Regions from separate parts of the Zea mays genome. Here region 2 is linked to region 1. Evidence: chromatin contacts called from public Hi-C data. All regions are on one chromosome and are shown on one strand. The core of a region is the stretch at or near the end of the contact, and the rest is flanking DNA. Distances in the headings are between cores, read along the strand shown.

The links. A called contact is a pair of places that touch in the nucleus more often than the background predicts.
Region 2: a contact with region 1 is called in a Hi-C map of leaf, with 4 times the contacts expected there. The contact joins the promoter of LOC542514 here to the promoter of LOC100284770 in region 1. A contact is called at or near these places in 10 of 25 Hi-C or Micro-C datasets (bundle sheath, ear, endosperm and 3 more).

What each region holds. Positions count from the first base shown.
Region 1 is chr7:122,522,799-122,526,642 of Zm-B73-REFERENCE-NAM-5.0, forward strand. It overlaps LOC100284770, which reads right to left and starts at 1,379. Exons shown (of 2, transcript NM_001370681.1): 1 at 880-1,379. The coding sequence starts at 1,326.
Region 2 is chr7:122,674,966-122,678,936 of Zm-B73-REFERENCE-NAM-5.0, forward strand. It overlaps LOC542514 (cellulose synthase catalytic subunit 12), which reads left to right and starts at 1,548. Exons shown (of 12, transcript NM_001112062.1): 1 at 1,548-1,909; 2 at 2,011-2,243; 3 at 2,310-2,406; 4 at 2,504-2,627; 5 at 2,720-2,986; 6 at 3,072-3,417; 7 at 3,505-3,768; 8 at 3,853-3,971. The coding sequence starts at 1,639.

The DNA of each region.
Region 1 (3,844 bases), core at 129-2,628:
TGGCGCTGGCGCTGGCGCCGCAGGTCAGGTGGAGATTGGACCGTCTCAGTTGCAGGATGCTCCTACAACTCAGGCATCACAGCTGACACCACGTAGAAGGCGTCCACGAGACCCTTACACTCCAGGCACCGACGCTCTTGGGGCCAAGGGCAAGGGTAAGACTAGGAGGAAATGAATACTTTTGTGATATGGACGGTGTGATTTGGACTTATGCTGGAGACGGTTGTAATATGAACTATGTTTTGTGTTTTGGACTATGTGTTGGGAACTTGTATTTTGGACTTTGTTTGTGGACATTATATGAAGAACTATGTTCTGTGGATGTTTTTATATTCGATGTGATTTTGTGATGTATTATATGTTGAAATGCTTATATGTCTTATAATATGTGATTATTTGAACTGTGGTTGTTAATAAAACAAGGGGAACTCTTGCAAAATTTTTTTGTGAACTGTAAAAAACATAATAATCAATAAGTAACGCATCTTTAGAGTTCTAAATTATTTTTGATACGTAAATACTACAGAATAGGCTACAATTCTTCAGTCTGAATCACCAGCGTGTCCGTCTGTACCACCTCTGCCAGGGTGGGCCCCACGACCCTTTTCATTAACGCTCGCCAGGGTGTACCCCGATTACCCTTTTCATTAACGCTGCCGCTGCCGCTGCCGCGGTGTTGCAAAGCGGGAAAAGCCGGATGAGTGACCACGCAACGGCGGTGAAAAACAATAATGATCCCACCCGCACCGCACACCATCACCACCACGTGGGGGTGGCGACCTTGATTTGATCGAAGCAGCCGAAAAGAAAGAAGAAGAAAAAAGGGGGAGGGGGGCAAAGGGAGGAGGCGGCGCGGGCGGGCGCGCGCGCACGGCGCACCTGGACCATGGCGAGCACGCAGGGCGGGTCGCCGGACGCGGCGAAGGGCACGAGCAGGCGGCGCGCCTCGGGGGAGGGCTCGAAGTCGGCGAACATCTCGTCGCCGGTGAAGTCGGCCCGCGCGACGCAGAACAGCGCGCCCTCGCCGGTGCAGTCGATCTCGATCCGGCCGCCCGGGCCGGCCGCCAGCCGCCCCGCCAGCGGGTAGAAGGGCACCAGCGCCCTGGACAGCGCCTCCCGCAGCCGCGCCGGGTCGAAGAACGACCCTTCTCCTCCTTCTCCCTCTCCCTCCTCCCCGGCACCGGCGCCGGCGGGCCTCGGGTAGTAGTAGACGAGCGGCGTGTGGGTCTTGGGCACCGCCAGGTCCAGGTTGGACAGCCACAGCGCGTGCCGCGGCGTCGCCTCGCTCGGCGGCACCAGCGTCGTCTCCACCACCTCCACCTTCATCCTCCGCTTCGATCTGTGTGTGTATGTGTTTCGCAGCGTGCTTGAGTGAGCGGTGAGCTAGGTGGGGGAGTGGAGTGACGGTGAGGAGGGTTTATAAAGAGCGGAGGAGGGGAAGGGGATTTTGATTTTGATTTTTTTTAGGCTAATTGACGTGTCTGTGCTGCTGATCCACAATTCCACATCCGCTACGCCCTCACGGGCACCGGCACATGGAGGACGCACACGACAAATTAAGACGTTGCTGCCTGCGATCCAGTCGCAACCTGGGAATTAGCGAGGGACTAAGGCCCTGTTCCAATCTCGCGAGATAAACTTTAGCAGCTAATTTTTAGCTACTTTTAGCCATTTATAATCTAAACAGGAGAGCTAATGGTGATAATTGAAACTAAACTTTAGCACTTTAATTCATATAGCTAAAGTTTAGTAGGAAGCTAAAGTTTATCTCATGAGATTGAAACGGGGCCTAAACTAAGGTTTGGGCCGTGGAAACTCTTTGCGCGCTTGTCGGGACCGCTGCTTGCGTGTATGCTCTTATCGGGACACTGGAGGGATGCGGCTGGCTTTTTCGTCGGGCATCTTGATCTTTTCCGTTCGTTCCAGTGCGCCTTCCAAAACACCAAAAGGACAGCCGCGAACACTCTGGACGCATCGTTGCGTGACACGAGACTATTTCTCACACCCCCGCCCTTAATTTGACCGCGGTTTCCATGTAGTTAACTTAAGTGTGTCTTGACTGATCGACCATTCATAACCGCTGCTGTGCGGCTAGCTAGTGTTTGACTGATCGACCATTCATCCCCTGTTAAAATGTGTTTCAAAGGCAGTGAGGGAAGTGACGGCTCCGATCCCAACTTCATTACTCCACCAACCGTCCAACACGCTATGTGTATGTATCTTCCCATATGGCCGCGCGTGTACACGACAAATCGTAAATTTGTGCAGCCAACCTCATTCAGAAAATGTGGTGATAGGCACGCTGAGGTACAAGGACCACCAAGTTAATTAAGCCATGTTCGGGTCAGCGTGCGGTTGATGGATGGTGCGTTAGCGTAGCTTGGACACGTTAAGGCCTTGTTCGTTTGTGCCGAATTGGTGGATCGGAACGATTCCTAACCGGATTACTTCTCTAATTTATATAAACTTTGATTAGATAGAACGATTCCGGGTGCAATCCGACAGAAACGAACAAGGCCTAAAGAGATTGGCGTGGTCAAACCGTTTAGTTTCGAAAATAAATTTTCTACGGCTGGTTTAGAAACAGTATAAAAAATAATTAAAATGAAAAAAAAAACTCAATTGAAGCTGCAAGAATCTTGTTCCTCTGCCCACTCTCAGTTGGATCCGCCATCGCCGGTTGGATCAGCCACTATGCGTTTACTTTGTGCCTTTTGTTTAAGCAAACAGGATGATTCCTGTACACAACAGGCCACACGCTTCCTCGTCTTTGACTCGTCGTTATCGTAATTGTACTCTTGTCGTTTGAAAAGTCAGCTCTCTGTGTCAGCTTTTGTTTGGAAATGTAGCGACGTGTACAGTCGCAGTACAGTATTGTTGGGGGCGCTTGCGCAGCTTTTGTTTGGAAACGATCACAGCGCTTGGTTGGTTGGTTGGTGCCTGTGCAAGCCATTTCAGGAATCAGATCAAACTCATTCAGAACCTGATTTGGCTGGTTCCATTTTATCCCTCTCGTTGCTGTGAAGCGACGGTGCGGTTGTGAATGGTCTTCCACGAATATTCAGAAATCTTACTGGTTTTTTTTTCCTTCAATCAAAATGGCTGCCTAGTGCTTTGGAATCAATTTCGATGCGCACGCACCGTGGACGCTATTTTGGGTTTGAGATAGTTTAATAGTTGGAAGGAAAAAAAAGGTGAACCGGAATGTAAAATTCATCATGTATATCCACTATGAAATTATTTTGGTTTGCACAGCAGCTCAAATCCACGCAGGACGCTATTTTGGGCTTGTCAGCTGCCTACTATGCTGTCGATGCGAGCAGCAGGAGCCTCTAAATCATATCCTGATCAAGTCTCTCTCTGTTTTTTTTTTGGAACTAAGGCTATCCGCACTCATACTATTCTAAATTTCTACTCTAAAAGGAATATTCTATCCCCGTCAGCAAGATTATCTACTCTATACCACAATCCTCTGCAGTCATATTTACTCTATATCTCAACTCTATACCAACACACCATACCCATGCTGCTGCTCTCTGCCTGCAGCTCTACCTGCAGAGTTGATGCCCGTACAACTCTACCTCCTTCCGGTTTATTTTATTGCTATAGCGTTGTCAGGGACCATAATTAGGGGTACCCTCAAGACTCCTAATTCTCAGCTGGTAACCCCATCAGCATAAAGCTGCTAAGGCCTGATGGGTGCGATTAAGTCAGGGATCAGTCCATTCGAGCGGCTCGATTACGCCTCGCCCGAGCCTAGCCTCGGACAAGGGCAGCCGACCCCGGGGGATTTCCGTCTCGCCCGAGGCCCCCCTCCAACGGCGAACATATTTCCGGCTCGCCC
Region 2 (3,971 bases), core at 298-2,797, 150 kb after region 1:
ACCGGACTAGTCTGGTGCGCTAGCGAGGCTTGGGTACAGAGAACATGTTGTCTGTGCATCTGGTACAGTGATCCATCTGGTGCACATCGGAATGGTCAGGTGCATCCAGAATCAGCTCATATTCAATCCTTCGGGGGGGTTTCACTTGGGTTATTTTTGGTTTGTGTTTTGGACTTGTGCAGAATATTTGTAGGTCTTCCATGAGTCTTTTAAGATCTTATTTAAGGTGTTGTTCTCTCAATATCTTAATCTAAAAATCAGTTCACAATATGTGAACTATAAACATAGACATTAACAAGTCCACACGTTTTGTTGATCATCAAACACCAAAATCATTTAGTCAAATAGGTTGGAGTCTATTTTTCTTACAATGTCTTTGTTGGCTGAGCCTCCACGTCACTAAGGCTATCCGCAGTGACGAGCGGTAAAAGATGCGCTATACGTATAGAGTTAAATATCCAGTAAAAAATGCCGCAGCGGTAGACTGGAATGGCTACGCTAAGCCAAGCAAGAAAACCGGAAACCCCATATGTAGAGTGCATGCAACGCCTACTGCATACGTCCGGGGCACGCAAGGCGAGGCATGCTCCGTGCGTGTGAGCTGTAGAGGCAGCAAAGGTTGTTGAGTGTGGGACCCGAGGCGGGGCCGGAGGAGGGCACCAGAGAGGCTGCTCAGGAGAGAGAAATAATAGAATATGTGGTATAGAGTAAACATGAGTGCGGATGATTGTGGTATAGAGTAAAGAATTTTGCTGACTAGGACAGAATATTCTTTTTAGGGTAGAAATTTAGAGTACTATGAGTGCGGATAGCCTAAGGACCACTTTAAATTTGACACAATATTGAAATTTGAATGGTTTTAACATTTGAAGGCTGAAAACCAAAATACTTTGTAGCTAAGTGTTGGAAACCCGACTCGGCCAATAAGTCGACAGACCGTAAAATAAGGTCAATCTAAACTTTATGATAAATATTCTTGTTTGATAGCAATAGCATTGCAGGACCAGGACCCAAGGGAAGAGAAGATGCCAAATCCCATCGAGGCTAAAGCAAAAACGATCCAATTTATGAGCAAACCCACACTGAAGTTTCAAAATTGTTTTCTGAAAAAAAAGTAACCAGCAAGTTAAAAAATGAGATGGCGGGAAAGCCAAGTCTCGGTTGGTCGAGGGGTTGGTTGGGGCGCAGCCTGACAAGTGACAACGGCAGCAGGATAGTAGCATCAGGCGCAAGCCAGCGCAGGCGGCAGCGCGAGGATTTCGCTTCACTTAGCGGCAACGGAGACGCTGCACCCAACCAACACGAGCTCCCCCTCACCCGCTGCGACGCGCGCGTCCCACGAGCGGAAGCCCCCCGCGCCGACGCGAGCGCGGGGGCTCGACCGACCGACCCAACGCCTCCATCTCCACCGCGCGCACCAAATCGCACTCCCGTCCGCCCCGCCGATCGAACAGCCACCGCTCACCTCTCCCACCCGCCAAAAACCTCCGGCCTCCTCTCATATTCATATAGCTAGCCCCTGCCACAAGGTAGAGCGTCGCTCACACCTGCGTCGCCCTGCCTCGCAATCGCGAATCTGTCGAGCACCTGAGGGGTCGGAGGCCGAGAGCTAGCCTAGCACGCCGGCCTCCGCGCGCGATGGAGGCCAGCGCCGGGCTGGTGGCCGGCTCGCACAACCGGAACGAGCTGGTGCTGATCCGGGGCCACGAGGACCCCAAGCCGCTGCGGGCGCTGAGCGGGCAGGTGTGCGAGATATGCGGCGACGAGGTCGGGCTCACGGTGGACGGCGACCTCTTCGTCGCCTGCAACGAGTGCGGCTTCCCCGTGTGCCGGCCCTGCTACGAGTACGAGCGCCGGGAGGGCACGCAGAACTGCCCCCAGTGCAAGACGCGCTACAAGCGCCTCAAGGGTACGTACATTTCTGATGCCTCGCCTTGCTTCGCCGTACGTCGTGTCAACTTCGATTGCTTGCTGATCGACCGGGCCGGTCTGCTTGAACGACGATCGAAGGGAGCCCGAGGGTTGCCGGGGACGATGACGAGGAGGACATCGACGACCTGGAGCACGAGTTCAACATCGACGACGAGAATCAGCAGAGGCAGCTGGAGGGCAACATGCAGAACAGCCAGATCACCGAGGCGATGCTGCACGGCAGGATGAGCTACGGGAGGGGCCCCGACGACGGCGACGGCAACAACACCCCGCAGATCCCGCCCATCATCACCGGCTCCCGCTCCGTGCCGGTACGTATACATGCACCGCCTTCCAGTTCCACCCACTCGACTGACACTGACGTGACGCACTTCTAGGTGAGCGGTGAGTTTCCGATTACCAACGGGTATGGCCACGGCGAGGTCTCGTCTTCCCTGCACAAGCGCATCCATCCGTACCCTGTGTCTGAGCCAGGTTCGTCCCGGTTCACGATCAAATTTGCAAGTTCAACTTCAAACCATACGAAATTCGATCACAATATATACCTGATGGACGGATTTGGCTCCGCCAGGGAGTGCCAAGTGGGACGAGAAGAAAGAAGTGAGCTGGAAGGAGAGGATGGACGACTGGAAGTCCAAGCAGGGCATCCTCGGCGGCGGCGCCGATCCCGAAGACATGGACGCCGACGTGGCACTGTAAACCTCCCCCGCAACCAGCTCCAGGACAGCGAGCAGCGTAACGCACAGGCACTGATCGATCACCTGAACCTTTTTTTGGCCTTGAGCAGGAACGACGAGGCGAGGCAGCCGCTGTCGAGGAAGGTGTCGATCGCGTCGAGCAAGGTGAACCCGTACCGGATGGTGATCGTGGTGCGTCTCGTTGTGCTCGCCTTCTTCCTCCGGTACCGTATCCTGCACCCCGTCCCGGACGCCATCGGGCTGTGGCTCGTCTCCATCATCTGCGAGATCTGGTTCGCCATCTCCTGGATCCTCGACCAGTTCCCCAAGTGGTTCCCCATCGACCGCGAGACGTACCTCGACCGCCTCTCCCTCAGGTCGACCGCCCTGCTTCCTCCATAAACATCGCATTTCCTCCATACTCAGTTCCTTGAGTGGACTGGACGACGCTGCACGATGCAGGTACGAGAGGGAAGGGGAGCCGTCGCTGCTGTCGGCGGTGGACCTGTTCGTGAGCACGGTGGACCCGCTCAAGGAGCCGCCGCTGGTGACCGCCAACACCGTGCTCTCCATCCTCGCCGTAGACTACCCCGTGGACAAGGTCTCCTGCTACGTCTCCGACGACGGCGCGTCGATGCTGACGTTCGAGTCGCTGTCGGAGACGGCCGAGTTCGCGCGCAAGTGGGTGCCCTTCTGCAAGAAGTTCGGCATCGAGCCCCGCGCCCCGGAGTTCTACTTCTCGCTCAAGGTCGACTACCTCAAGGACAAGGTGCAGCCCACCTTCGTGCAGGAGCGCCGCGCCATGAAGGTACTCGATCGATCTAGTCTGTCTGTGCATCGATTCACAGATCGGTCGGTGGGTGGTGCCGGCTGATTGATCTTGCGCAACTGGCAGAGAGAGTATGAGGAGTTCAAGGTCCGGATCAACGCGCTGGTGGCCAAGGCCATGAAGGTGCCGGCAGAGGGGTGGATCATGAAGGACGGCACGCCGTGGCCCGGGAACAACACCCGCGACCACCCCGGCATGATCCAGGTGTTCCTGGGCCACAGCGGCGGCCACGACACCGAGGGCAACGAGCTGCCCCGCCTCGTGTACGTCTCCCGTGAGAAGCGCCCGGGATTCCAGCACCACAAGAAGGCCGGCGCCATGAACGCTCTGGTACTGAACTGAACAACTGGGCAGTGAAGACGAGATCCTCTGAACTGAACTGAACTGACTTCTCGTTTGCCGAATTCCCGACAGATTCGCGTCTCCGCCGTGCTGACCAACGCGCCATTCATGCTCAACTTGGACTGTGATCACTACATCAACAACAGCAAGGCCATCCGGGAGGCCATGTGCTTCCTCATGGACCCTCAGGT